6 separate regions of the Mus musculus genome follow, and all the other regions are linked to region 2. A link is a contact called in public Hi-C and promoter capture Hi-C data. All regions are on one chromosome and are shown on one strand. Each heading gives the region's core, a stretch centred on a gene start, on an enhancer-like site or on the middle of the called end of the contact. The rest is flanking DNA. Distances are from core to core; before and after follow the strand shown. Region 1 overlaps Celf2 (CUGBP, Elav-like family member 2). Region 2 holds the start of A230108P19Rik (RIKEN cDNA A230108P19 gene). Region 3 overlaps Celf2 (CUGBP, Elav-like family member 2). Region 4 overlaps Celf2 (CUGBP, Elav-like family member 2). Region 5 has its middle 30 kb from the start of Gm52546. Region 6 overlaps Celf2 (CUGBP, Elav-like family member 2).

What was found. Promoter capture Hi-C pulls out the DNA fragments that hold promoters and counts their contacts. Hi-C and Micro-C count contacts between places; a contact is called where the count stands out from the background.
Region 1: a promoter capture Hi-C map of the HPC-7 cell line shows a contact between it and region 2, with 2.9 times the contacts expected there. The contact joins the enhancer-like site here to the promoter of A230108P19Rik in region 2. A contact is called at or near these places in 11 of 39 promoter capture datasets (the C10 cell line, the HPC-7 cell line, cranial neural crest and 8 more) and 1 of 115 datasets of contacts at active chromatin or transcription factors (bone marrow-derived macrophages).
Region 3: a promoter capture Hi-C map of liver shows a contact between it and region 2, with 2.0 times the contacts expected there. The contact joins the enhancer-like site here to the promoter of A230108P19Rik in region 2. A contact is called at or near these places in 9 of 39 promoter capture datasets (the C10 cell line, the HPC-7 cell line, embryonic stem cells and 5 more) and 1 of 9 other capture datasets (embryonic stem cells).
Region 4: a contact with region 2 is called in a promoter capture Hi-C map of hippocampal neurons, with 2.5 times the contacts expected there. The contact joins the enhancer-like site here to the promoter of A230108P19Rik in region 2. A contact is called at or near these places in 11 of 39 promoter capture datasets (the C10 cell line, embryonic stem cells, hematopoietic stem and progenitor cells and 7 more), 1 of 484 Hi-C or Micro-C datasets (the G1E-ER4 cell line) and 1 of 9 other capture datasets (adipose tissue).
Region 5: a promoter capture Hi-C map of trophoblast stem cells shows a contact between it and region 2, with 3 times the contacts expected there. The contact joins the enhancer-like site here to the promoter of A230108P19Rik in region 2. A contact is called at or near these places in 8 of 39 promoter capture datasets (the HPC-7 cell line, HPC-7-derived erythroid cells, cranial neural crest and 5 more) and 2 of 9 other capture datasets (adipose tissue and liver).
Region 6: a Hi-C map of cortical neurons shows a contact between it and region 2, with 3 times the contacts expected there. The contact joins the enhancer-like site here to the promoter of A230108P19Rik in region 2. A contact is called at or near these places in 9 of 39 promoter capture datasets (the C10 cell line, cranial neural crest, embryonic stem cells and 5 more), 3 of 484 Hi-C or Micro-C datasets (cortical neurons and growing oocytes) and 1 of 9 other capture datasets (adipose tissue).

The regions. Positions count from the first base shown.
Region 1 is chr2:6,692,971-6,697,803 of GRCm38.p6, reverse strand. All of the region lies in intron 2 of Celf2 (CUGBP, Elav-like family member 2), which reads left to right. Among named protein-coding and RNA genes, the nearest start is that of Celf2, 190 kb to the left of the region's middle. Within about 2 kb of position 2,208, at least 52 of the 459 cell types and tissues checked have an H3K27ac peak or open chromatin away from gene starts, as enhancers often do. A contact at or near this core is called in the HPC-7 cell line, bone marrow-derived macrophages, hematopoietic stem and progenitor cells and 1 more, where this site is marked.
Region 2 is chr2:6,189,829-6,194,765 of GRCm38.p6, reverse strand. A230108P19Rik (RIKEN cDNA A230108P19 gene) reads right to left here and starts at 1,515. Exons shown (of 7, transcript NR_040333.1): 1 at 1,445-1,515. All of the region lies in intron 4 of Echdc3 (enoyl Coenzyme A hydratase domain containing 3), which reads left to right.
Region 3 is chr2:6,643,866-6,648,475 of GRCm38.p6, reverse strand. All of the region lies in intron 3 of Celf2 (CUGBP, Elav-like family member 2), which reads left to right. Among named protein-coding and RNA genes, the nearest start is that of Gm52546, 170 kb to the right of the region's middle. Within about 2 kb of position 1,580, at least 8 of the 459 cell types and tissues checked have an H3K27ac peak or open chromatin away from gene starts, as enhancers often do. A contact at or near this core is called in liver, where this site is marked.
Region 4 is chr2:6,591,915-6,596,365 of GRCm38.p6, reverse strand. The region is part of intron 8 of Celf2 (CUGBP, Elav-like family member 2); the gene reads left to right. Among named protein-coding and RNA genes, the nearest start is that of Gm52546, 120 kb to the right of the region's middle. Within about 2 kb of position 1,410, at least 94 of the 459 cell types and tissues checked have an H3K27ac peak or open chromatin away from gene starts, as enhancers often do. A contact at or near this core is called in adipose tissue, hippocampal neurons, second pharyngeal arch cranial neural crest and 1 more, where this site is marked.
Region 5 is chr2:6,506,114-6,510,637 of GRCm38.p6, reverse strand. No RefSeq gene overlaps it. Among named protein-coding and RNA genes, the nearest start is that of Gm52546, 30 kb to the right of the region's middle. Within about 2 kb of position 2,272, at least 13 of the 459 cell types and tissues checked have an H3K27ac peak or open chromatin away from gene starts, as enhancers often do. A contact at or near this core is called in trophoblast stem cells, where this site is marked.
Region 6 is chr2:6,537,198-6,541,778 of GRCm38.p6, reverse strand. It overlaps Celf2 (CUGBP, Elav-like family member 2), which reads left to right. Exons shown (of 14, transcript NM_001110228.1): 14 at 1-2,085. Among named protein-coding and RNA genes, the nearest start is that of Gm52546, 61 kb to the right of the region's middle. Within about 2 kb of position 3,093, at least 10 of the 459 cell types and tissues checked have an H3K27ac peak or open chromatin away from gene starts, as enhancers often do. A contact at or near this core is called in cortical neurons, where this site is marked.

The sequences.
Region 1 (4,833 bases), core at 959-3,458, 500 kb before region 2:
TTACGTCATTGAATATAAGTCATTAGATTGAACTTCTTTTGTAAGTGAAAAATGATCATTTAGTTGTTTTTCCATTTGTGTTTATGTTTCTGAATCCAGTGGCTCTCTGCAGGCTGGTTGTAGATGAGGGAGGAAATGTGTAATAATGCCTGCATATAAATACAAGCTTTTTGGATTTATAGTCTCCCTCTACATCCTCTGTCAGTTTCCCTTCTTAGGAATCTGACAACACAGAGAATTTCTCTAGATTGTTGCAGTTTGCCCAGAAGAGCCAATTAGTAGTGAGGGACTGTCACCTGCTTTTCTCTAGCTTTTCATCAGTGTTAAGGAGCCAGCTGTCCCACCTGTGCAGCTGTGCAGCCCCTCGGGCTGGAGTCTTGTCAGACTCCTACTCACTAAGTAGTAGTTAGTCACACCTGAGATGCGGCTTCTCCAGTGTAATCGCACCCACTCCAGCAAGTGGTGCTGAGGAAACCTGCCTCTAGAATTCCTGTCTGGCTTTGACCCTGTGAGGTTGGGAGTTGGAGAAAGCAATGCAGTCACTGGGAAGCAGCAGCAACTCCCCTCCCTTCACTCTAGAAGTGATTAGATGCCCTCGAGAAGCACAGATGCTTTAGAGTCCCGGGAAGCCATTTCTCATGTACTAGCACCCTTCTGACAAAAATGTGCCACTATGGAACTGACCATTTGAGGGGAGGCTGAGCTGTCAATTGCTACCTTGTCCTAGATTGTACAAGAGCTGCTTTCCATGGAAATCAGTACTTTACTCTTTCACCTCCCTCGTAACCTCTGCCCCATGACCAGCTGTCATAACCTAACAGTTGAAAAGGAGTCAAGGACCTTGAGATGGACCAAGGCAGTATCATCCCACCCTGTGGCCTGCAGTTGTGTGGCCCACCCTCTCACAGATTGCTCATCACAAATTTAATATGAAATGCAAATTAGATGTGTGAGGCAGAAGGTTTCAAAACTTCCTGTACTTTAGAATCACCTAGAGGAGTTTAAAACAAAGACCCTGGCATTGACCTTCATAGATTCTGATTTATTTCCTCTACAGAAGGACTCAGGTGCATCTGAAGGTTTTCAGGTGATTCTAATTTACAGCTAGAGTTGAGCAGTAATAGGTAGAGAAAGGAATGCTTGGCTACAAAAGAACAGTGTTTTCTGGACATACTAGGGCAGTTGTACATGTAGATTCACAGCAGTTGAGACAGCTTATACAAGGCCTGTGCCAGCTCAGGCCAGACAACAGTCTAGTATAGAAAGGGAAGTTGGATACGACATTACATGCAACTCAGGTATTATTGCCAGTTCATAACTGCTAAAGAAGAGTCAGCAATCCATGGCCCCTGATTGGTTGACTACCCACAAGTGAAACAACTCCTAAATGAAACATCTAAGAAGATACAGACTATAAACAGCACACACTTGATGGGGGAGGGAGGGTCCATGGGGAGAGGGAGAGAGAACAAGGAAGGGAAGAGAACACAAAATAGGGTGAGGAGAGAGAAAGGACTAGATCTTGGAGGACTCCATTGGGAGAGAGTGAATATGATGAAAAGCATTGTACAAAATTCTCAAAGTACTAAAAATGAGAAATGGGTGCTTGACTGTATTTAGTTTGATGTGGCTGTCACTACATGTTCCATTCCTCTTCTCACAAAGGTATTATAATCATTGATGACTTCTTTTCCCTACCATTGTTACCTCAGTTCATATTTAGTGAGAATTCACCAGCTCAGTTTCACAGGCTTGAAAGCAGACAGCCACCAATCCTCAGCCTTTCCATGGCTTCCAGGAATAGCTCTGTAGGAGATATTCCTGTCCCTGGTAGAAAGAAGGAGGCTTTTAAGAACTATTCCTCTACCCCCAGTTACTAGCAGGCTGTAATTTCTTCTTGGTTGGAAAACCTTTAAGAGCTCCTTCAGAGAGAAAGATGCCAGATATAAGTCTGGGTGGGGGTGGAGTAGGGTTAATGGATGAGATAGTTTCAGTATTAACAGCTCTGTGTGTGTAGGAACTCACACCATGTGACGAGGACAACTCAAAAGTTTCACAGAGTCAAGATAAGTGCAGCAGTTATATTTAAATGAGTACAGAGGAAAATTTCACCACAAACTGCGCTAACTAAAAAGGCTCTCTACAACAGGAGATAGATGAGTTAATGGTGAGTTCTGTATGCTACTGTTCCTCCAATTCTGTCTAAGCTAATGCAGTCATCAGCCAAGGATTCCTGTTTATGTCATGTGTAAGAGGGAGGAAATGGAGTGAGTCAACCCTGGCTCCTGGGTCTTTTTTTTTAGTATAATAGATGAGACCTCTTGGGGATCCTCAGTAGGTTTCACTGTAGGAAAATAATCGTGTAGTCAACTAGAAGAATGTAAACTTTCCAGACGTTAATTTTCTGAAATGTTTTGTTAATGGGGTTTATTCCCAACAAATTCTAAAACATGTCTTTCATTTAGAACTAGACAAAGAGTGAGTCTTCAGAAGCTTTGGAGGAACACTAACCATCTCGCTTATAAGCAAGAACTAAGATTCTCACAGGTCACATAGTGCTCATAGCTAGGAATCTCATGTATCAGGACTTAATTTCATGAACTCTTGGTCTTAAAATATTCACTTTGGTACTTTTTTTGTTTTATAATTTTCATTTGGGTTTTTTGTTTTGTTTACTAAGTTGTTAGAAATAAAATTTTATTGGGTTTCCATTTTTAGGGGAAAAGTAGATTTGGAAAATTTAGTTTTGCTCAATAACCAAAATACAGGTTTGTGAGTGTACATTGATCTCACCCAGTAGAAGAAATCAGTCCTTTGTCTGCCAGTGTCTTAAAACATGTAGGACCAAAATATTACCACTGAATGTTAAGAATAGTAAAGCAAACTACATACAGAGAAGATAACCCGGTCTTTAAGAAGACTCCTAATAGGCTCACCATTATTATTAGTAAAGATCAGTGCATGTTAATATATCAGCTATTTTATTGTAACAGCAGGTAATAAATTGTAACAGACATTTAGGAGTTTCTCAATGTGTGAATTGAGCTTCTGAATATGGAAGAAGGAGACAGTGGTCTCAGACAATAGAGAACTCAACTCTATTTTTAAGTGCTGTCTGTTTCATGGGAAGTAGCTAACCTCTATAATTTCTAAATCCATCTGGATTATCAAGATACACTGATTGCTCTTTGATAAACTATAGTCTCAAAGGCATGGAAGTAAACTTGTACTTGACTAGCCCATACTCAGGATTAAATTTTTAATGAGCCTTTTTTAAGCATCCTATGGTATTAGTGCCAGTTCATTATAATAGGAATAATAGAGCCATTCCTTGCACAGGTAAGCTTTTGAAGTACCCTTTTAGAAACAGAGATCTATGGTATCATTGTCAGTATTCAACTGTGAACTCAAGCTCACATCTTATCTGCTTCTAGATGCCACAGTATTTCTTTCTGTTAAAACAAACTAATGCCACAGAGGGTGCTTTTACTGTCCTTTTCCTAGAATATCCCCTAAAGTGCTTCCTGGGGGTAGTCATTGACTTTGGCTCATTTTTTTGTGCAGTAGATAGCAGAAACACACGAGCCGTCATGGAGAAGACTTTGTGTACAGTGGGTCATCCAGAAGACAATGAGTACAGTTTGGTATTTGCTGACTCCTACTTTTTTAACTTCACTATAAGTCATGAACTCCGTAAACCTTGGCTAGGTTCCATTTTTTATCCTTCAGTATTTTATTCACTAGTTATCATAGGTAAGCTGCCACACCTATCTGTCCCAAAAGCAATACCTGTAGAAAGGAGTGTCACTAATAGAAAGACAGAGAAGAAATAAGTTGTGCTAAAGTTTAGGTGGGATCTGACTGGAATAACAGAAATTAACTTATCATCATCTTGTACCATAAACCAAGCTCTGTTGGCAGACCTGGACACCTAAGCTGCATGCTTCCTGAAGAAGGAGGGAAGGGATGGCAGCTGGGCACTGATCACCAGCCTAGCAGTGTTTCCATGATTGGCATAGGTGTCCTGCTCGCCGCTTATCTTCTGGTACCTTGATCCACACTGCTTTCCATCACAGCAGTGCCAAAGCGAGGGTGGAGAACAGCCTATGATTAACCCAAGTGGAAAGCATAATGGCTTTTTGAACGTCTTCATTCACAAATGGTGTCACACGAAGTGCTAATACTCTTTCTTGAACATTGCAATATAGTCTTTATACGCTGCCTTTGTTCATATCTCGGATGAAAGAACAGCTCACAGGGAAAAAAATAGTCCCTCGAGGATGATTTTATCATTTATATTGCCTATAGTTTGGATTCATAATTCGAATACTTTCATTAGTTGGCACCTGTGTATTATCATCTGTCTGTGGGCATGTAATTGAGAGCATTTAGAGCAGTCACCCAGCAGTAGCCCTGGGAAGCACAGGAGAATTGTCGACCCCTTCTCAGGAGGACAAAAATGAAGCATGTGAAGAAACCTGTTGAAAACTGCTGAGCTTCCACTATTACCATAGGTTTTCTGCCTAGAGAGTTTGGATGCTCAGTTAATAAAACCTTACATTTGAAGGGAATCCACCTGCAACTGGGGCATTTTCACACCATTCTGGCCCAGAGAGAAGACAGACTAAGCTTTAGTACCCTCGTTTCTCACAGGAAAGGAATCTCTAGTCTAAAGGCATCTGTGATTAGACTCGTCTATGAGAAGTGGCACTAAGGCCTCAATACCTCTGAGGCCTACTCCTCTCTTACACCTGGGTGGCTGTGGAACTCTTACCCTAATACACAAAACCCTTGGGAATAAAAAGGCTACTTAAGGTAGCTTTCATTTTAACT
Region 2 (4,937 bases), core at 266-2,765:
GCTGTCTTGTCATCACTAATGACAATCAAGTCTGTTTCCCCTTGTAAAGCTGTCTTCCGTCCAAAACCTCACAGAATAGCGTTCAGTGGGCATCCATGAAGCGGAAAACCACAGTGTCTGTTCTGGGAGGAAGACATCCTGTTCTCAGTGGGAAATCTGGAAACGAAGGCGCAAACCTATATATGCAGCGAGCAAGGAGAACAGGCTATCTGGTCTTGAAACAACTGCCAAACTTAACAGTGGCTCACAGGCCTGAGGCAAGAAAGAAGTGAGACCTGAAGGGAAAACAGCAGTAGAGCCAAGGGGTGCCTGGGAGAATTTTGCCCTTCCCCAGGTCCTCCTGGTTAGTTTTGGCAGAAACGGGTGCACCTATGAAGATACTGCAGTTTACTACAAACCAGTATGCGGACACCAGGCTGGAAGTGGGCTACAAGCTGCAAGAGGTGAGGGTTTGCTCAAGCATCTTTCAAAGGGGAGGTGCTTGCTTATTATTTTAGATAGATATTTGCCTTAAGTGCAGCCATGTTTAGTGAATATTTCTTATATCATTGCCTGGACTTCAAGTCAAAATAGATTACAAATCTCCTGTGATACTCAAGGACTGTCTTGTAACTGCAGATGAAACCATGAAGCCTTTCATAGCAAGAAGTTGCTATACTGGTTCATCCTCTTTCCAACACATGACTTGCTGGAAGGTTCCATGGTAAAGGCATTTAAGTCCTATTGACAGGGTAAAAAATAGCAAGCCTTCTAAATTAAGGCTTATCAGAATTCCTAGAAACTTCAGACTGTCAAACTTTACAATTGTTTTTGAAAAGAAAGAGGAGAAATGTAACCAAAATATCCCTTGAATTCCATGGAAGCCCAGTTCTCGGAACCACATTGCGTAATCTGCACAGTGTGACAGATGAAGGGGCAAGGGCATCGTGAGAACCAGAATCGCTTTTTCCCTGCCAAAGAACGTTTTGTCAGGAAGCAGGCCTTCTCAAACGACAACAGTCTGTCCTGGGGGTGGGGAAGGCAGCTCCATCAGCAAATTCCAGCTGCACAAGCAGGAGGCCCTGAGTTCCATCTGCAGAGCACACTCATCAAAGCCAGGCCTCGCGGTGCACACTTGTCATCTCAGAGCTGAGGAGGCCAAAACGGGAGGATCCCCGAAGCTCTGGGACCAGCCAGTCTAAGTAATCAGCAACTTCTACCCACTGAAAGACATCCTGTAGATGCCTTTCAAAAAACAAGGTAGACAGCTCCTGGCAAACACCACCCAAGGTTGACTTCTGACCTCTAAATACACGTGCACACGTGCACCCAGTCCAATATGTGCATGCACACTTATGAGCGCGCGCGCGCGCGCGCACACACACACACACTCAGAATTATAGTTTCTCTTCATATTCTGGCCCCCCAGAAGAAGAGTGAACTCAAGCACACACTGTGAACGTACCATTGCATCTGCTGGTGATAATAGGTCCCTGTGTTTATCCGCAGAGAAGCAGGCAGGTGCTTTTGCAAACTGGCCTGGATGGACGTCTCAGTCCTTTCCTACTTAGGTGTTAGGACAACATGTGTTGGACTCTACTTCCCTCTGCTGGGCACTCTAGGAAAATGTTCTGCTGTGCTGGAAAGTTAAAGACTGCAGTTCTTCTACTGGGCAAAAGCCATGGAGTTGAGCATACTGTGTCAAGGCATGATTATTCATCTTATTTTTAAAGTCGTTCCCTTGAATTCAACCATGCATCTTCATTGTGCTATATAAAAGCCCTGCCTCCAGATGTTCTCTTCCCGAGGCCGGGCTGGCCATGCACAGCTAAGAGCCAGCACATCAGGCGTCCCATAAGTATATCAGTAAGTATTCCAGGAAAGCTAGAAAGGACTCGAGTCTCCTTCCAACACCAGTCCCTTCACCACGGGGAAAATCCTTGCTTCCGCTTACCTACCCACCTGGCTGTGTGTTTGCACACCCTTATCTCCCACAAGTCTAACTCAGAGTTCGATCCTCACCCATACCACAACTCCCACAGAGACTCGGACATGACTCATATCGACTATTTAACAGTGAGTTGCATGCCTAACATAATTTAGAAAATGCAGCTTAAAAGCACCCATGCATGCTAGCAACTTTTCCTAGTTTCCCGGCGAGATGAGGGCAGTGATCTGGTGTGTGTAACCTGTGCACACCTGGTGGGTGTGCACCGTATCCAACCCTCCCCCACTCATTCCTCTTTCTCCCTGCATCTCCTCAAGCTGCAGTCCACAGTCTCAAGAAGACAGACACCATTACTACAGCCTGAATGTGTTGTTCCCTGAGTTCATATGTTGCAGTGCAATCATCAAAGTGACAGCTGTTGGAGGTGGGGCCTTGGGATGTGATGTTGGGTCAAGAGTAGAACCTCATGATGGGACTAGAGTCTGTGGGAAAGGGGTGTCAGGTCCCATGTGAGGACACAGTGATACATCAGTCTCTGAACCTGGAGTCAGCTTTCTCCCTGGACACTAAATCTGCTGATGCCTTGAACCTGGGCTTCCCAACCTCCAGAGCATGAGATCTTCCTGCTTCTCAGCCACACAGTTTATGGCCTTTTGTTCTTACAGTCTGGATAAACCAAGGCATGGGGCCCACCCAAAAGATAAGCAGAGAGGCCCCAGGATGCTGCAGCACACAGCCATCACATCTGTGTGGTCCCCTCTGCTTTGCTGATCCGCTCAGGTGCTGTGAAGCCTTGAAGCCAGTGTCAGAGTCACAGAAGTATCCAGTAGGAGTGAGGATGTTAATATTAGTCACTCCACTCACTGGCATCTACCGAGAATTCCGTTATCTCGGATTAATCTGTTATCTGGAATAATCACCAGGGCGTGGAGAATGCAGGTACCCATTCGTCTGTCCAGAGGACGGATCAGACTCTGAAGGGTCAGTTGGTTTGACTCTGGTGTCTGTCTCCAAACCTCTCCTTTCTAGAAGATTGTCTGACAACCAGGTTAAGTCACAGCCTCAAATCTTAATTGTCATTTTGAATGAATGTCCCCCTAGAGTAAAGAACTACTGACTTACCAACTTCTTAGGGTGACCAAAGAGGTGCCGCCCTGAATGGCAGTATGGGGCCATTAGCATAGAGGTGAAGGTATCTTTTCTTCTAGTTCATCTGAAGATCCTGTAAACTCACAGTGTAAAAACGTAGATACTAAGATATGACTGTGCTGATTAGCTGGGAAAACAACCTGCCTTTTCCTTACTGAATGTCACCCTCTAACCTCATGCTGTAAAAACATGTGGCTCCAGTAGGCAGAAAGGGAAACTGAAGCCTAGAGAGGGGATGAGCTTGGCAGGATGGCTTAGGATCCCAAAGGCAGGGGTAGAATGTCTTCTGGCCTTTGATCTTGTTCCGCACACGTCATCCTTGAGCATGAGGTATTGATCTCATGAATTCTTTCTTGGTCTTCTGGGATGAAGGGAGAGAATCCAGGATTGTAGACACAGAGGCTTAGTGGGGAAATGTATCCTTCTTCTGGTCTAATATTTTATCCTCAAACATGTGGAGAAGAGCAACATGCCAGAGTGCTCTAGGCTAACCTCTTCCACCCTTGTGTTGTAATCCCTACGAGGCCCTGAGTCCTCTTCTCCCCACCTTGTGTCCATCCCAGTGCATCAGCAGCCAGCCCCCTGCCTTCCACCAGCTTTTTCTCTGTTCTCTTGGTTCTTTGCCTCAGCAGCTAAGACTTCTGGGACATGTGCAGGGTCACTGTGGTGTCTGTTGTGCTGTTTTGTATGAGGTAGGGAATGTAGCGATCTGAACCTGACTGCAGCCCAGAGGCAAAGCAGAGATCCCAGAACAAGGTTCTCAAGGGAGCCAGACAGGAAAGGCTTCTCTCACCAGCATGTGGTACCAAGAGAAGGGCGGATGGAAAGACTGCACCTTTCATCCTGGGTTGGCAGCTGTAAGGTGCTTTGTGCTGCACTCTGCTTGCCTTCCTAGGCTCATTCATTCCTTTAAGGAAGGTTGTCTGCATTGTGCAAGGAAGTCTCTTAGTGCTGGGGATAAAGAACAGGACGTGCACCCACACCCCCTCCCTTGTGGGAGTTACATGCTAGCAAATGCAACCAACACATAAGCATGTATACTGTACAGTATACTGAATGGGGAAATGCATAAAGGGTGACCGTGTAACCGAAAATGAGAATTTTAAGATGGCAGCAGTGGAGGGCCTCCTTGAAAAGGTGACAAACAGGAAGCCTTGAGGGAAAAACATTCCAGGCAGAGGGGGAAACGAGTGCGTGGACCCTGGAGTGAGAACACACTTGGTGTCTGAGAATGGCCACCAGGATCTGCAGAGATGGAGAGGAAGCACCCTTGCTCTCTGTCCCTGTGCACCCCTCTTGTCCACATAGGCTTGAAGCTGTAGATGCTGACGTTTTAGGGTCATTAAATGGGGTTCACCCTGTGGCAGGCAAGCTGTAGAATCCAGGGGAGGGGAGAACTTGCACCCCATCTTCCTGCAAGCTTAGCATCGGGGAAAGGGCCTGAGAGGGCAGCAGTTCCCCTCCTTGCCTTATCCTGCCTACTTGAGCATCACGGTCACGCCAGGCTCTGCATCTGGGCCCTGAAGACATTTAAGTCTCTTCATGTCCCTAGAATAGAAACTACTCTTTGGGGATCCTGCTGAGGAAGTAGCACCCATGGACTTGTGTTCCTGTGGAAAATGGCCCCCCGTACCATTCGTAGGAGGTTTTGAGCCTTTCCCAGAGGGATCCATGGTGGTCCCTGTCAGAGGGGCTGCCTTTCTACATGTGGCCTTTAAGGGGTACATGGACTCCCCAGGACTACCAGGGCCTACTAATCAAATCTGTGCAGCACCAAGAGGACCCAGGGGGAGACCCCACCTGTTCTTGGATTCTTGTCTTTTCTTGGGTCTTAGAATGATCTGGTTGTCTCCCTGGCAAG
Region 3 (4,610 bases), core at 331-2,830, 450 kb before region 2:
AAATAAATTACTGCCATTTCATATATTTTATTTGCTGGATGTAGAGCAGAGATGTAGTTGCAGAACCTCAGCATAAGCACGTTTTTATCAGATGTTGCTTCTATATATATTTGTGTATGCAATTTCTGTTTTTCAGTGGCTTTCAAATTTTAAATAATTTAATAAAATAATACTAAATATTCCATCGATAAAAGTTATAGTTGGACCCTGGAGGAATGGTTCAACCGTAAAGAGCATTGGTCTCTCTACCAGAGAACCCAGGTTCGGTTTCCAGCACTGACATGGCAGGACACAGTTATCTATAACTGCAATTCCACATGATCCACAATCCTCTTCTGTCCTGCATAGGCACTGCACACATGTAGTATGTAGATACATATGCATGCAGAATACCAGTACATATAAAATAAAAAATGAAGCTAAAGAAAATAAAGAAAAAAGGTTTTAAAATAATAGTGCTTGTCTTTACTGTCCCGGGTACAGGGCCAAGAGTGCTATCTTATCTGCCTACCTACTAACTACCTACAAACCTATATCTGATAACATATAGATAATAAAATACTGATGATTTATTTTCTGTTTCTGGTTGCCTTTTCAACCAGACATCTGTTAAGATTAAGAGTGCCCCCAATGGAGGAGCTAGAGAAAGTATCCAAGGAGCTAAAGAGATCTGCAACCCTGTAGGTGCAACATTATGCACTAACCAGTACCCCGGAGCTCTTGACTCTAGCTGCATATGTATCAAAAGATGGCCTAGTCGGCCATCACTAGAAAGAGAGGCCCATTGGACGGGCAAACTTTATATGCCTCAGTACAGGGGAACGCCAGGGCCAAAAAGTGGGAGTGGGTGGGTAGGGAAGTGGGGGGGAGGGTATGGGGGACTTTTGGGATAGCATTGGAAATGTAATTGAGGAAAATACGTAATAAAAAATATTTAAAAAAAAAAGATTAAGAAAGCTAAAGTGATTATACCTAATAAATAATTTCAAATAACAAAATCATCAAATGAATATCTTTTATGACCTTGTCCAACTAGATGCAAGTAAAAAGTATACTTATCCTAGATGATAGGTTCCATTACCCCCAGCTTAGACCTGAAACCTTATAGTACTGAACCCTGTTTATAGCTCTTTCTTGCAAACATACTTTTAAATGCATAGAGTATAATATCGGTATTCCAGACAAACGTTTCAGCATGAAGCTCAGAATGACATGGTATTTAAAACTTACAAGTTACTTCTGGAAATTCCCATGTAATTTTTCAGGGCTTTATTTAACTATGGAAAGCGAAACCTCAGACTACCGCTTACTGTATAACCTAGAAAACAACTGTCATTTAATTGAGGTTTAGCTCCTGTCTTTCTAACTCATTGCCAGGATATGACTTAGGAACTATTATTTATAAGCTATCATTTAAGTAGGTACATGAACTCTTGTCTGGATTTTGATTAATTTGGGGGATTTTGTTTGTTTGGGTGTGGTGTGTGTGTGTGTGTGTGTGTGTGTGTGTGTGTGTAGCTCATAGAAAGTAACTATGACCACAGCTCCTCAAAAAAGTCCTCCCAAGTACCACTGAATCACTTGCTCAGGAATCTGTCTTAAAGTGTCTTTAAGTCATTTCTGAGTCACAGTTGTCCCAATGTGAAACCTTCCTAGGTCGTTAACCAAAATTAAGTATCTATGCAGAAAATAAAAGTCAAAATCTCAGCAAATCTTATAGCTAATTAAAATAGGTTTCTCTTTGTTTCACTTTCTTATGTGGGCCAACAGAGGAAGAAAAAAATATATGGAGTAGAGAAAGTAGGCTAAATCTAATGATAGTCACAGTGTAGGAGCTTATATTAGCCAGCCTCCCTACATTATAGATGAAGAACCTGGAACCCGAAAGGTCAGCTGAGAGTGTGCTAATATAACAACCAAGTATTGCTCAAAAAGGGCAACAAAGCAGGTCATGTCCTCATCGTCTGCCTGTGAAGTTATGCCAGACACAGTGTTTAGAGACTCAGAAATTCAGAGTCCAAATTACCAGTGTATTCATTCAGGCCGTTGGTGTTTTGTTTGTTCATTTTTATTTCTGAGTAAAACCTAAAGAACTCAGCAGCAGCAGCAGCAGCATCTCTCTGGCAATTTATCTAAAATGATCATGAGGCAGATGAGTTTAAAACAAATTAAAGAAGAAAATGAAAGCAACCCATAATACTCAACTCTGTCTGTAACTGCAACTAGAGCAGTGATTCCCAATTTCATCTGTAAGGTAAGACTTTGGGAATCTTGGAAATATTTTTAAATTATATATGCAAAGCTTTACCATGGGTAGAATAAATAAGACTCTTTTGTAGATAGGAGCCGAGCATCCATGTTTTTAAAGCTTCCCAAAGGGTTCCAGTGTTGGGTAAGTTTCAGACTGCCAGTTCAAGTAGACAGCATCAGCTCCAAGGACTGGGCATTGATGAACAAACATAGCGTTGACCTTTTTCTGTCACTGAGGTTTAAAGGCAGAGCCTGGCCCCAGCAAGCTCAATAGTCTACCAACCATGGCAGTTAAAGAGACGAGTGATACTATAGTGAGAAGCAGACACTGGAGACTTAATGAGAATTCTTTGAGAAGAGAAACGTGTAACAGCCCAGTCTCATAGAGAGCTTCTGGCAGAGGGTTAGAGATGTGCATAACTAAATTGTCTTGGCCCCTCTCGGCCCTGGTTCTGTAGGGGGCTTCCAGAAACTCCTTAGTTCTTGAAGGGACAAGTTGTTGCTCAGATGATTATTCATGCTTAAGGCGCAGCTCTACCATCGTAATTGCGTAGGGTTTGTCCTGTGAGGATCTGCTGTTCCTGAAATCCATGGTAACTGCAGGGTTAGGAACATTTAGCTGAAGACATTTAGGCACATTTTGGAGATCAGGAATATGATGGACATTGTAGTATACTCACAATAAGAAGTCTCAGTCACTCTTACCTTTGTGACTTTAGCTTTGAAGAAGAATGAGGTCAGTTAAATACTGTAGCTTTCAATCGATGTACCTTGACAGGTTAACGGGTATATTAATTACCTCCTTGTTGAGACCAAATTCCTAATAAAAGCAATTTGAGGACGGAAAGGTTTATTTGGGCTCACAGTTCAAGAATACAGTACATTGTGCAGGAGAAGGATGACAGCAAGAGTATGAGGCAGCTGGTCACACTGCATCCACAGCTGGGACAGGGAGAGGAGAGTGCTGATGCTCAGCTCCCTTCCTCCTAAGTGCAGCATCCCACCCCTTGAGTGGTACCCTCAACACTTAGTATGGACCTTCCCACCACAAACCCAGTCATGCGGCTCCCACAGACATCCCCAGTTGTTTGGCTCCTAGCTTATTCTAGATCCTGTCAATTTAACAATGGTGACTACTAGAGCATGCCCCAATGCATGTAAAGGTAAGCAGATACAATGTACAGTAAAAACAGAGATGCTATGATTTCATCCCATTTTTAGTGATTTTTAGATCCAACTGAGGAGCCAGTTCTTTTTAATAGGCAGTTTCTCCATCCCTTCCTGTGATTCATCAGGCTTCACCTCAGTGGGCTCTCATTGCTGATTGTCTTCCTCCAAGTATAACATGATCTTGCTAGTTCAAGGTGTGCTCTGCAAACTGTCAGCAGTAACAGCATTTAAGACTGGGTAAGAAATGAGGCTCTCGGGCTCACTTGAGACCTATGAATAAGTGAACCCCTAGTTCTTATCACACATACACACAGATAGATTGTTTTGTGTTTCTTCATTTTATGTGACACTCATTTCACAGTGCTTCTTGTCTATAGGATGAAATATCATTGTGTATACAGGACACACTTTTCAGAAGTTAAATTAAGTTATAGGTCATACATATAGTAAGATTTCAGAGGTACTTTTTGATAGGACTGAGTGTCACTAGAGCTGTATTCCTGGGTCTCTCTCATAGTAAACATGAGGCAAGTCTGAATATACATAAAGATGTACCTTTCGCAATTGCTGAATTGCTACACACATTCATCTGACAACTAAAAAGAAGCAAATCTACTATGGCACCAAAGACTCATTGGTGACATTTTCCCCCAGATGTTCAAAAAGAAATTAAGGTAATCCGACCACCTAGGAAAAGAAGTAAATAGATATACGAGGGAGTCTCGAGGTTTCTGGATCTTTTTTCTGAGTAACTATTTTCTGCTCTCATTGGTACTTAAATTTGCTGGGTAAATCTTTGAATGGGACTACATGGAGTTGATTCATCCAAGACTATACTACGGAGATTAGTGGAACTGGTGTTATTCCAAGCAGTTTTCCTTTGTTTTATTCCTGGCCAGAATAAATGAATCCTAAGGCATGAAGAGCAATTTTCTGCCCACAATGAGTTAATCAGTAATACTTAACAACCCATTTCTACTGTATAGAAGCCATAAGAATGGAGAGTTCCATCTGCTTCATCATTCATGAGTTTGAAATTACTTGCTAGGAAAGCAAATTATACATTATTCTGTTTTTCTTGCTAGCCACAGCTTAAAAGACTTTTGCTGAGGAAGAAAATTTACCAATCACATCGGTGCTAGGGCAGATCTAATACTGCATAATAAGGGATGCTGTGTATACACTCACCT
Region 4 (4,451 bases), core at 161-2,660, 400 kb before region 2:
GCATACCTGAGGTGAAGGAGAAAGAACAAGGACCAGGTAGCCTTTGGTCTTTAACTTCTGCATGGCTACGGTAGCAGCACCTTAGAAGATTGTTTAATGAGAAAAGAGGAACACTTCACATTTGCATTTAACTTAGATCCTTAGAAAATCACAGTTCCAAGAGTATAAAAGGCAAAATCACCTCTTTAGTATGCTGCAATCAAAAAAGGTTAAATGTTATGTTGAGACCACAGCCAGCACCATTAAATGGACTGGTATGAATTAGGATACAAACCTCCCCAAACCACTTTATGATTATGTGACTTTTAGCATGCCATTTGAAAAGGGGTGAGAAGGGCCAGCAAACTTAATACAAATCACTGAGCTGGATATGGATCCGTATTTCAAGCCCAGTTAACCTGGTCCAAAACCTGCTCTGTCTGCAGTGTGACCCAGCCAGGTCAGGTATGTTTGTATAACCTCAAACTCCAGTGATGTACCTACCCAGATGGCCTAATGGCAAATCACAAATCCCAGCTGAAAGTAGAGCCCCACAGCTACTAAAGAACTAGCTGCTCAGAGAAAACAAGAAACTGCCTCCTTTCATTCTGGAAAGTGTTTCCAATTTACTGCGTATGTCAAACAAGAATATTTTCTAGAACAAGAAGGGTTTTTGTTTTATGACCATTGATGGTTTGCCTGCATGTGTGTCTATGTGAGGGTGTCAGATCCCTTGGAACTAGAGTTACAGACTGTTGTGAACTGCCACCTGGGTGCTGGGAATTGAACCCAGGTCCTCTGGAAGAGCAGCCTGTGCTCTTAACCACTGAGCCATCTCTCCAGCCATTTTTTTTTATTTTAAAAGACAGGGCCTTACCCAGGCTAGCCTCCAACTCAGTATTTGACCAAAAATGACCTTGAACTCGTGGCCCTCCTGCTTCAACCCTCTGAAATCCTAGGATTATAGGTATGTACTACCACAACCAGTTTCTGTGGTGCTGGATGCAGAACCCAGGGCTTTGCTTAGGACAGACAAGCACTCTACCAGCTGAACTACATCCTATCCCCAGAATCAAACATTCCTAAGAAATCATTAGGAGCTGAAGCTGTAGGTGAAGAGGAATTAGCTACTGAGGAATAGTGCAACTGCTGGAGTTTGAATTTGGTTAAGTTGACTAATTGCCTTCTAAATATCTGCTCCAAATTTTGAAAGTAATAATAAATTATTAATTGAAACAGTTGCTTAAGACAACAAGATGCTTCTTTTGTGAATTAAAAACAGTCTCTGAGAAGATTGTCTGAGAGTGTCTTTCACAAATAGAGAAGAGGGTTTGCAAAACCAGTGTCTGGGCAGTCAGAGAAGCTCCAGTTGGAGCAGCTCCCAGCATGAAGTGTGCTCATGGCCCACAGAGGCCCTGCGTTCTTCCCTGAGTCTCCAGCAGTCCACAGCACAGACACTTCCTGTGAATGTGCTAATAGGCCTTATGAGAGAGCTCTGTAACCACCCATCTGTCACTTTTTAACAGACCTGATTGGCAAGCACTTGTAACAACTGACATCTGTTCTCACTTATTGATATGCAGATTTATGGTAATTGCTATGAACAATAAGACACAAAATTACCTAAGGTGAACATTAAATTAAATTTTGATGCCCTTCTCCTTATAAATAATTTTTTTAATCTTAAATTTCAAGTAGGAATTTTGTGCATCTGTTTTGTACATAATTTTCTCATTTTGGAGGATTTTTTCCTTCTTAAGTAATGACTGAAAACGTAAATCTCCTTACTCCCACATTTTTTCTTTTGTTGTCATCATAGTGACTCACTTTTAGGTTTCCTAAAACTTAAGTGTTTCGCATGTTTAGTTACCTTTCTGCCCTGGGTTTGAGAGGTGCCCAGCTGAGCACAAGTTAAATGTGGCCATTTTTCTTCTCAGAAAAGCTGTTTGCCAAGCAGGAGCCAGCTTCTAAGAAGGATGACAGGCGCCTTCCAGTCTGGTGCCCTTTCATGGCGAAAGAGAAAGTCTGAGTGGAGGTGGGAGAAGAGCCTACTGCAGGCAGGGGCTGAGAAAGAAGGAAAGGCAGGGAGCACTCCTCACCACAGGAAGGAGTGAAAGAAACCACAAGTGTGGATTCCAAATGACTGGAAGCCAAGACTGCCTGTGGAGCCCAGGGAAAGTCAGACAGAGTCAGTAGAGGGAGGAGAGATCCTCCAGTTCCAGAGAACACCTGTGGGTGGGAGCAGCTGAAGGCAGCTAAGGTAAAGCTAAGTTAATCTCTGCTCGGGGAGTCTGGTGAGGGTGGGCAGCGCCTGCTTTCCTTACATGGAACCCTTACCTTCTCTCCGACCTCTGACCCTAGAGGACTCATAATGACGACGTGTCTCATTTTGAGTGAGAACGCCCTGGCCAGGTACCAGCTTGTGGCAGAAAGAGCCCAGACCTGTCACCAGGGCTGTGCTGTTGTCAGTGAAGGGTTGAAAAGTACCATGCCCAGTAAGTTTCCCAAGCTCCTTCTAATCACCTAGGATCACACCCGTTATAAACCGAATACAAGATGTCGGGAGCTTTTAGACCGCAGACTGATGTGCGACGGCCACAGAGAGGGATGGCCAGAAGAGGCGTCTGACCTGTGTCAGACTGGGTCGAGGGAGAAGGCACTGTGCCCTGTGCTCACCTACCAAGCATCCTCCTGTTCAGCTGGTAACACAGCCACAGGAAGATGAAGGGAGCTTCTCTCAGGCCTCAGGGCTGTGGCACTGCCTAGCTTCAATCTCTGTTGAGTCCACTATTCAGCTATACCTGTGGGAACATGAGCACAGGCTCTCTGGCTTCTGTGTGTGTGTGTGTGTGTGTGTGTGTGTGTGTGTGTGTGTGTGTGTGAGTCTGTGTGTGTGTGAGTCTGTGTGTGTGTGTGTGTGTGTGTGTGTGTGTGTGTGTTTACACTGAAAAAGAGGATCCTTTTCTTTTCCTACTATTCCTTAGTTCCAGTTTCTTCTTGGTTTCTCATATCATATAATTTACTGCCCCATCTGTAGAAATTTCATTCAATTTTTTCCCCCAGAACTTTGGTCTTTTTCAGTTATCTTGGTAAGTCCAAGGTTATATACAACTTTCTGGGATCCTTTACAGAAAAAGAAAGTTTCACACATAACAAGCACACTTTTTTTTCCATAAAGCTTAGGAGGTTCCTGGACTGCCTGAACCCCATCAGTGGACTTTGAGCTACGTGGGAGAAAGGATAAAGGCTTTAGTTTTGAGAAAGAGCCATAGTGACCCATCAGTTCACTGAGGCAACTATAGCCAGTTATCTGTTTTGTCTGAGATGAGTAGAAGAAGAGGGGAAGATGGGTATAAAGAGATGAAATTAAGAAATGAAACACTGATTCAGAAAGATGATGGAGCACAGGGTTTGAAATGGTCCCTGGTCCACTTAGTCCTAAGCAAGATTACCCTGAGTTTCAGGTACTGAGTTTAAGACCTGACATTTCCACCAAACAGGACTTGCATTAGGTCATAAAGGCCAGATGACTCACTGGACAGCTTTAGTTGTCTTAGATTGTATTGGAGGCTAACAAGACCACTGCAGTAACCATTAGGAACAGGGAAGTTCTGTTCCCAGCCATATTTTCTTTTGAAATTTTATGTTGTACATTTGTCCCTTCTCTTTCTCCCTGCTCCTTCTAAAGTCTTATGAGATACAGTTTAGTCAAGTAAATGGGAACTACAGCAGAAGGAAGAAAAGGCAAAAGAGCCCTAGGTGAGGACCAGGACAGAGAGGACAAATGGAAAGGCTGGACTGGCAGGAGGGAGACACATATATAAAGAAGAAAGCACAGGATGCTCTCAGATTTCCTAGGACTGCACCTTCCAGAAGTGGCTTCTAAGGACTAGGTATGGTGTTTTGACCTTTGCATACTTCAGAACCCTGTCTGTGACCTATTCAGCAGTAGTGCTGCATATACCATATGGTTTTGTTATGAATCCTGAGACCACATGTAAAGCAAAGAAAGGCGTGCTGGTCCCTGCTTTGCCCTCATTCTCACAGTCTTTACTTGAGATAATATTGCTGTTGCTAGCTGAAGTTAAGAGAACTTACTCAAGGCCAAGACAATTGAAAGGTCACCAGATATTTGACAAATGGCCTTTACTGTTCTTACAAAGAAACCTGGAGCTTGTGGCTTTGTGACAAAGCATTGGCAGGACCTCAGCACCCCAAAAGGTGTTGGGGCTAGGTGGCAAGAAGAAGCTGTTCCTCCCCCCTTCTGGCACTAGCTGTGCACAAGCCAGAAGTTCTCACTGTGAGGTTGGTTGCATAGGCATCCTTTGTTTCCTTTACAAAATGTTAGCAAGGTAATAGCCATTAACTCTTGTCAGGCAAATACAGTGGGGCAGACCCAGTTTTCAGTGCTGCTTCTGCCTCACAGCCAGTGCCCATCACTGCAGAGCCTTATTGGAACTTCAACTCAGACC
Region 5 (4,524 bases), core at 1,023-3,522, 320 kb before region 2:
TCAAAGAGCAGGAGCTGATGCAGAGGCCATGGAGGGATGTTATTTACTGGCTTGCTTCCCTTGGCTTGCTCAGCTTGCTTTCATATAGAACCCAGGACTCCCAGCCCAGGGATGGCACCACCCACAAGGAACCCTTCCCCTTTGATCACTAATTGAGAAAATGCCTTACAGCTGGATCTCATGGAGGCATTTCCTCAACTGAAGCTCCTTTCTCTGTGATAACTCCAGCTTGTGTCAAGTTGACACAAAACTAGCCAGTACAATTGACCCCTTGTCAACTTGACACACAAACACATCACTAGTAAGCCTCAACTCTTACTTTCTTATTCATCCCCAATATCTAAATAACTTTAAAAGTCCCACAGTCTTTACATATTAAAAGTTCGATCCCTTTAAAATGTCCAATATCTTTTAAAATTCAAAGTCTCTTAACTGTGGGCTCCACTAAAATACTCTCTTCCTTCAAGAGGAAAAAATATCAGGACACAGTCACAATCAAAAGCAAAAATCAATCTCTAACCATCCAATGTCTGGGATCCAACTCACGATCTTCTGGGTTCCTCCAAGGGCTTGGGTCACTTCTCCAGCCATGCCCTTTGTAGCACACAGCTTGTCCTCTAGGCTCCAGATGCCTGTACTCCACTGCTGCTGCTGTTCTTGGTGGTCATCTCATGGTACTGGCTTCTCCAAAACATTGCATGACACCTTCAGTCCTGGGCCATTAATTGCAACTGAGGCTGCACCTTCACCAATGGCCTTCTATGGCCTCTCACAGTGCTGAGCCTCAGCTGCTCTGTGTGACCCCTTCATGCCTTCAAAACCAGCACCACCTGGGTAACCCTTAAACATTACCAAGTCCCGCTGCAGCAGGAGTACAACCTTGGCTATCTCTGGAACACAGCCTCTTTGTGCTTTAAGAAAACACTTCCCAGAAGATGTCACCTCAATGGTGCTGGTCTCTTCTTAATCACCACTAATTTTTTAGCTCCAGCTAACCAGCATCAATAGTCTCAGTAATGCAAAGGTTTCACTTTAGTAGTTCTGGTATCTTGTTAATCACAGCTGATTCTTCAGCCCCAGCTAACCAGAACCACAGAATCTTCCAAATCAAAATAGCAATGGCCCTAAAAAGTCTTTAATTTTCCCTCTGAAATTTCACAAGCCAGGCCTCCATCTTCTTCACTGTTTTCAACATTATCTTCCAAGCTCCTACACAACATCCCACAGAGCTCTTAGCACTGAATGGATCTTCTAGCCCAAAGTTCCAAAGTCCTTCCACAGTCCTCCCAAAACATGGTCAGGTTGTCACAGGAACACCCCACTATGCTGGTACCAATTTGTCTTAGTCGGGGTTTCTATTCCTGCACAAACATCATGATCAAGAAACAAGTTGGGGAGGAAAGGGTTTATTCAGCTTACACTTCCACATTGCTGTTCATCACCAAAGGAAGTCAGGACTGGATCTCAAGCAGGTCAAAGAGCAGGAGCTGATGCAGAGGCCATGGAGGGATGTTATTTACTGGCTTGCTTCCCTTGGCTTGCTCAGCTTGCTTTCATATAGAACCCAGGACTCCCAGCCCAGGGATGGCACCACCCACAAGGAACCCTTCCCCTTTGATCACTAATTGAGAAAATGCCTTACAGCTGGATCTCATGGAGGCATTTCCTCAACTGAAGCTCCTTTCTCTGTGATAACTCCAGCTTGTGTCAAGTTGACACAAAACTAGCTAGTACAGATCTTAACATACAAATTTGGAGAGTGTATGGTTTGCATCTGAATTGTCCTTCGCAGACACATGATTTAAGTGTTTGTCTCCCCACTGGAGACACTGTTCCTGGAGGTTGTAGAACCCCTAAGAGATAGTGGGTCGCTAGGGCAGATTTTTGATGGCTATACTCACCTCTAACTTCATCTTAGCTCTCTCTGCTCCCTGGTTTACCATAATGGAGGCAACCTCGACCACAAATTCCCTCTGCCATGAACCCCAACACAGTGGACAAAAACCTGAAACGAGTCAAAATACACTTCTCTTTCCTCAGGTTGCTCCTGTCAGGGGTTTGTGTTATGCAGACGTGAATAACACAAGCTTCTCTGACATTCAGCCACTAGCCATGCTTTATCTGGTAGCCTCACTCCACTGTTCAAAGATTAAGACTTGCTCCTTGTGTTGGATGGAAACTGTAACCAGTGATTCCCAGTCTAAGCTCTTCCTGAGAGTGCTCTAGGTCATGTAATATCACAGTTTTCAGGGGCCTTCGTGACTCACATGTAAGTCATGTACAGAGCCACTGCCTCTTTGAGCCTTGCCTCCAGGCCATGTTCAAACATCCCTCTGTGTCTTCTCACAAAACCTCCATGAGTTAGGACATACCAGGCCAATTTACAGAAAGCAAACAGAGGTTTTAGACAGTCAAGGATGTCTCAAATCCCCAAGGCTGCTCAATGCTTAATATGGAGCCTCCATCAGTCCTTGGGACCCTAGTAGCCCTGCTTGTGCTTTTCTGTCAATACAAACCCTAGACTCCACTGGGATCAGCCATCTTGGTTGGAAACAAGGGACAGACTACTTCAGGGAGGGTACACTTTCTTCATAGAGTATCATGGATTACATGTTTTTTAATTTTAAGGAGAATTTTAATTCATAGCAACCAAAATAAATAAATGGGGCTACAACATGCTAATAAAGTTGGGAATGGAACATCTATGAAGAGAGACACCATTTCTAAGCTCCCTGCCTGGACATGTGGCCTGCCAGGCTCTGCAGAGGTGACAATGCTCGGTGTACCAGATAAGAAAATGGGTTAAGAAAGGGACATCCTGTTGTCTGTGTTTACAGAGAGAGCACGCTTGCACTAGGCCAGGCTTAAAAAACGACCTTCCCAGTCCAGAGCCTGGCCCCCACCCTCACCTGTAGTTAACGTTATCATCTGAGGCTGTATTGTATCTGGAATAAATCTGATTCTGGAATGATTAAAAAAAAACCCACCCAAATAGATTATGACAGCAAAGATATTAGGGTAGAAAGTGACCTTAGGTGTCACCTGGGCTGCCCATGGCTATCAGCCATGTATATGTTAGAGTTAGCCAAGAGCTGTGAACACCCAGGGCCAGCCCTCTTTAGGACAGCTGGTCTAGGGTAGGGCTGAGAATCTGTTTTCTCAAAGCTCCTCACTAAGTGTTTGTAGGGTATGGCCACAGGACTGGTCCAACTGCCTCACTTTAGAGATGAGGAGCCCAACTGTGGGGCTTTAGAAGGATTTTCCTCTATCTGGAGTCATGCAGGGAGCAGACCAGAGAGCACAGCAGGCAGGGCAGTAGAAGCAGGAGGCTGCCTGCTCACAGGTGGGCGGATCAGCAAGCAGTACGGAATGAGCTCTGGTCTCCAGATGGTGGGGCTCGCTTCCCCTTTAATCAGACTCAAACCCAGACTGTGGGATGATGCCACATTCAGGTACCATCCTAGCTTCCTTAGAAACAACCCAAAGTGTACTGCATTAATGCCACAGGCATTTCCTAACCCCACCAAGCTGACCATGGAAATAAACCATCACACTCCAAGGTGCAAAATCCTGTGTGTGACCCTAGATAGACCTCAGATTCATTCAGTCTTGACTCTGTACTTACTGGTTGTGGGTTCCTTGACAAATCAGTGAACGTTTGCGTGATTTGTGTTCTTTCTGTACTAAGTGGGAATCATAGCAACACCAACTGTACATTTGAACTTATTTTGATCGAGTCATCCGAATCACGCCCTTACAGCTGGGAGCTGAATCCCTTGAGGAAATGGATATTAAGAAGAGCCGAAGCACTTGCTCAAGGTCACACAGCACGGTAGGGGCCGGTCTAGAACTGGATCACAGACTGGAGACTCTCATTTAGCCTATGGATTTCCCATAGATGCTGTTTGCCGGAGTACTCACATCCGCAGCATCTCTCAGGCCTGGCTGGCTCATTGTGTTGCTTTTAATGAGCCTGGAAAATCAACCCCTTGTTAGAACTCCTGTGGGGAGTACATGGAAGGGAGGAAACCACTCTCCCTGCAGCCTCCACAGTCAGCTGAGCCCCTGGAAGGAGACTAATGAAAACCATGAATCCTGGGCTGCACCAGGCATCAACAGCTGTGGGGGGTGGGTGGGGGTGAGATGGGTACAGAGGGAGAGGGAGAGAAGAGCTGATTTGCAAATGAGCACGAACTGCTTAGCTGTGGATTTAGTGTCCGAGGAGGGACCATCCGTCACTTTTATGGGAGAGATAATTGCTTAGGATCACCCAGAGCAGCAGACAGAGGCATTGCAGGAAACAGGTTTGGACAGGCCGTAGGGGGATGCCTCGAATCAGCAAGAAACTCCAGACAAAGACCACTGTCAGGTAGAAAGAGCTGACCCAACTGGCAGGAGTCTTTCTTCCTATGGTGTTGGCTCACACTGGTGTCACAGCGGCTCCCTCTGCTCCCTCCTTATAAGACCTAGCAGGTGGAGGACTAGAGGAAATCAATCAAGCCAACAGTACAGAGGTAGCCTGTG
Region 6 (4,581 bases), core at 1,844-4,343, 350 kb before region 2:
TTTCTTTATGTTGTGTAAAAAGATACAGTCGATTCCACCTAAGTGAATATCTGATTTGGGACACGAAGAAACTACACATCCCACCTCTGGTTCATCCACAGCCTACCCCTGACTGATGCTTCCAAGACAATACGCCTTTCCCTCTGATCCCTCTAGGACCGCCTAGAGGGCTACACTTGGCAAGGCATTTTATGGTCTTTTGACCACACATGTTCTTTCCTCTCCCCTCCCTCCTATCCACAGTTCCTAACATCCGTGAAGTCTCTCCTATAAACCTTAAGAGGGACAGAAGCAGTAGACCCAGGGCTTCTTCATCTACCTTCAGGTACGAAGTCTCATGACTACAGTCAGGGTTAGAGAGGGTTAGAAAGCCCTTATAAAAGAGGCACACCCTCAGGGAGAGGTAAAATAAAGCCAGCTGGCCAACAGCGGGCAGCTAAAAACCATTAAGCTTAGGTGTGTGCTGCACTGATCAATGGGTATGTATAGAAGTGCATTTCTATTCGCTCATCAATTTAATCCAGGAGTAGCTTCAATTATTACCACTCACAGAAGTGGGAAGACTTCCAGGTATTCAATGAGGGAGGTGGGGAGAATTCTGCTCAAGTCCTTGCTGTCTGTTTACAAAGGGGAGCTCAGAATGCCATAGGTCCATTGTCGTCCCCCCTCCCCCTCCCCCCCCCCCACCGCAGTAGACACAGGATAGGAAGGAGATGTGCTCTCACTGTACCCAACCCCTGATCAGAGAAGAACTGCCCCACTGCCCATGCTGTGACAAGCCCTCCCCGCTCTACTGTCTACTTGCTCAGGAGTCTGGCTGCCCTCAAAGAGTATTTCCCATGGCTATCTGCTCCCTTCTCTTCTCGCCCGTGCCAGGACACCTGAGCTGGTGTCAGCGAAAGCTCTGGCTGCCCACCCTCTGGTTTCAGCTGGCCCCTCAGGCCCCTTTCTTCAGTCAGGTCAACAACCATGGGCCTACCAAACAGAAGAAAGGTGGCTCTTTCCCTAGGCCAAACCTCTCACTGGGCATGAGGTTCCGAGCCCTGCTCCTACTCTGACAAAAGCTGATTCCTAGTGACACCTGTGCTGGCTTTCTCAGGGCGGGGCCTGCTTGCTCAGTTGCCTCTGAAAGGCCACTGCTTCACTAGTGAGGGAAGACCAAAGTGTGGTTTCTTTTTCTTTTCTGGAGGAATGGGCGGCATCAGGGAGGGAAGGCCTGGGAAAGAGGATGGTAAAATTTGTTCCAAGATGTGTTTCTTTTTGAAATCCTAATATGACCACCATTCAGCACAGGGCATGATGTTCGCGCACTGAAAGACAAACTGGGCTTTTCTACCGAAGACACAAAGGCTCGGTCCTGTAAGCACTTGTGACTATAAAGTCAGCCGCTGCTTAAATTCACACTCAGCGTTTATTTTTTGTGTAACTCCCACCATGGTTGTGAGCAGGTCTGCCCATGCACAGGCCACCATGAGAAGCCAGACAACTGTCAGCATTCACTGGCTGATGGAAGCCATATGCCTGCCAGGCCGAAGCAATGGGGTGTGATCTGCAGGCTCGTAGCTAGCAGGCTAGGCAATGCAGTGAACACAAGCGGACCATGCATCGTTCCTGATAAGTGAATAAAACACTGTGGCCAGACAATCAGCTTATTCACTTATCAGGAATCGACTGTTCTACTAATTCACTGGTTTTGTTTTTCATTCTGTTGTAGTTCACTATTTTTGCTGTGTTCTGTTTTTTTTTCCTCTCATGCTTGGGCAAATTCACTGGAGATATTACCTTCATGTGACCATGAACCGTTTCTATCGAGTGAAAATGGTATCTTAACAAAATCTATGCACTTGCTATCAGGAACACAATACTGGATGTGTCTTATATATATTGAACTATATAGTACTCGATTTCTTAAATAAAGCTTAAGAAAGGATTTGTGTGCAAAGTGAATGTGATTCTTTCTCAAAGCAGTGTCTTTAAGGGGTATTGTTCATTTAAGTCTTCAATGATATAGGATATTTTTCATTAAAATTATAGCATTGTCTTTATGAATTAATATTCAATAAATGGACTTTGGAAACAAAAAAAGTGAAGGGGGAAGTTCTTCTGAGTACATTTTAGCAAGGGCCTGGAGACCTGTCTTTTTGGTGGCTGTGGCTAAACTCTAGCCAAGTGCTGTGTGCAACAAAGCAAAACAAACAAACAAAAAAACACAATCCTTTCACCTCCCAAGACCACTAGAAAGTACCTATCTGCATCCTAGCCTAGAAAGCCCACTGCCTTCTGAATGTGTAATCTCCTTGGGCTCTGAAGAAAGGGACAATAGAGGGATGCAGGCCACTAATGGCAGCGTGTGGGTCAGATGAGGTGACACTAAAGCCATTTTCTGTGGAGGACATGAGCAGTTCTATTCTGGACGACAGAATGAGGAACAGCAGAGCAAGCGTTTGATCATTCTGGGTGAGATGGTAAGATTTCAAAGTCACTCCTTGCGAGAGGGAGCAGGCCTGAGTTTGCAGGCTTTCCAGGAAGGCCTGCTGCTTGGCCCTTTGAGAGGATTTTGACTTTTTCTACAGGCTTGCAGTTTGAAAAAAATGGCATTTCTATTGGATCTCTCCACCTTGGAGCATTTTAAGTTAAATTTGTTTCACTTTCTTGCATATGAGTCTAAGAAAAACTAAATATCTGCCTGCACAATGGCACAGGCATCTATCTAATCCTTTATGAAACAGATCTTACCCTTTATGGGGAACAGAAACTCTTCTTCCATTCTCTGTCTCTTCCCACCTCAAATTTCCAATTTCTAAACCTGTAACACACCCCAAAACTGAATGCTTGTTGTCAGAGGCCAGGGTCAGGTACATGTTGTCAAATCAAGGGAGGGGCTTGATAACCTCCCCTTGGTGGCACCGTGCTGTCTAAAAGAGGTAACATTGAAAACATTGGTGTGCTGGATCTGGGCTCAGCCATTAAGAGCTGGCCATTCTTTTAAGACCATGTCCAAGGCCATAGGCAGGAGAGCTGTAAGCCTCAGCAGCACAAGAGACATGCAAGCTAGCACATTCCCCTCTCAGTAGGTCAGCAACCCGGAGTCTGGAGTGTTCCAGGCCTGGGAATTCAGGGTGCAACAGTTGTCTCTGAGTTGATCAGTGCCAGGAGCTGCTTCATGGGGAACAATGACATTTTCTTTAGCCTTACTGATGGTCACTAAACCAGCCTGGTATCAGCTTCTCCTTGATGCTTCAGAGGGATATGTTTAAGACAAAAATGTGTGTCTATAAACAGAACACACACAGGCACTGTGTCCTGTAATGAGTCACCTTAGCTTAAGTCCCACATAAGGATCTCCAAGTGTGGATTTGCTGGAGAGCCCAGTTTGAATGCCAGCTCTCTCACTAATTACTGTTGTAGCCTGTGTGTGTTTTAATTTCACCATTAACATAACAAGGTGAAACTACCTAGTATATGTGAGCACACTCAAAACAGTTGGATTTCAACATAACTGTTCAGTAAGACTCAATGAATGAATAAATAGCAGCACAGTCAAAGCTTGGCACTCTGCTTGCTGTCCTCTCAGGCATGCCTAGAGCCTCTCAAGGCTCTCCCTGGGTTTCATGGGTAACTCAGTCATGGCTGGCTAGAATCTACAGTCTTTTCATCTGAAAAGACTGTACTACCAAGTCCTAGAACAGATATTTCCCCTTCCTAAGAAATTGTCCAAAGGTGACAACTGTCCCCATGAAGCCAGCAGGCTGCTTAGGACCTGAGACAGCAAATTAACACATTATTCTCACACCAAGCTCCTCCCAGCTCTTCCAGTTTGTAGCCAACACGGAAAAGACAAGGTCACCTGTAGGTCTGCCTCTCAGGGACTTGCAGATTCTAGACCTTTCCAAGGCAAATTGATATCTTTAGCAACAACCAGGCTAGGTTTGTGTGTGATCGTGCTGGGGAGAGCAAAGGTGGGTCTCAGAAGTACAGAGAGAGCTGAGTGGAGTGCGCGCTATGTCATCCTAATTAACCAAAAATGCTCTGTTTCTGTTGTTTTACTGAGCACCATGTCATGTTTCATTTAGAAAGCCAATTTTGTTAGTCAAAGCACACATAAGTTACTGCTTGGCCACAGAGTAACTGACAGCAGCTTTTCACTACACGTGGAGCCTCCTTCATCTCCCTGTAAAACTTGGTAATACAGCACAGCATCTGCTAGTCACCAGGTACTGAGCACATGTGCGTGCCTGTCTCCCGGCAAGATGCATGCTCTCTAAGGGAAGGGACCAGCTCTTATCCTCCCTGTATCAGTGCCTCATACAGAGCCTGGTGATCATGGAGGCAGGGAAAGAGGATGGGTCAGAGGGCAGACAGGATGGATGCAGGAATGTGGCCAATGATTTGACTGGGATGATAGCAAAGCATTCTTTGTTAGATGGGAAATAACCCAGGAAATTCATAGAGAAAGAGGTCTGACTGGAATGGGTTGAGGATGATAGAAATTAAAAGCCTCATAGCAAAAGTCAGGAACCACTTTGGGAGGCCTAAGACAGAAGTGATAATGAGGAAGAATAATTGTGCTTGTGAGCCCCA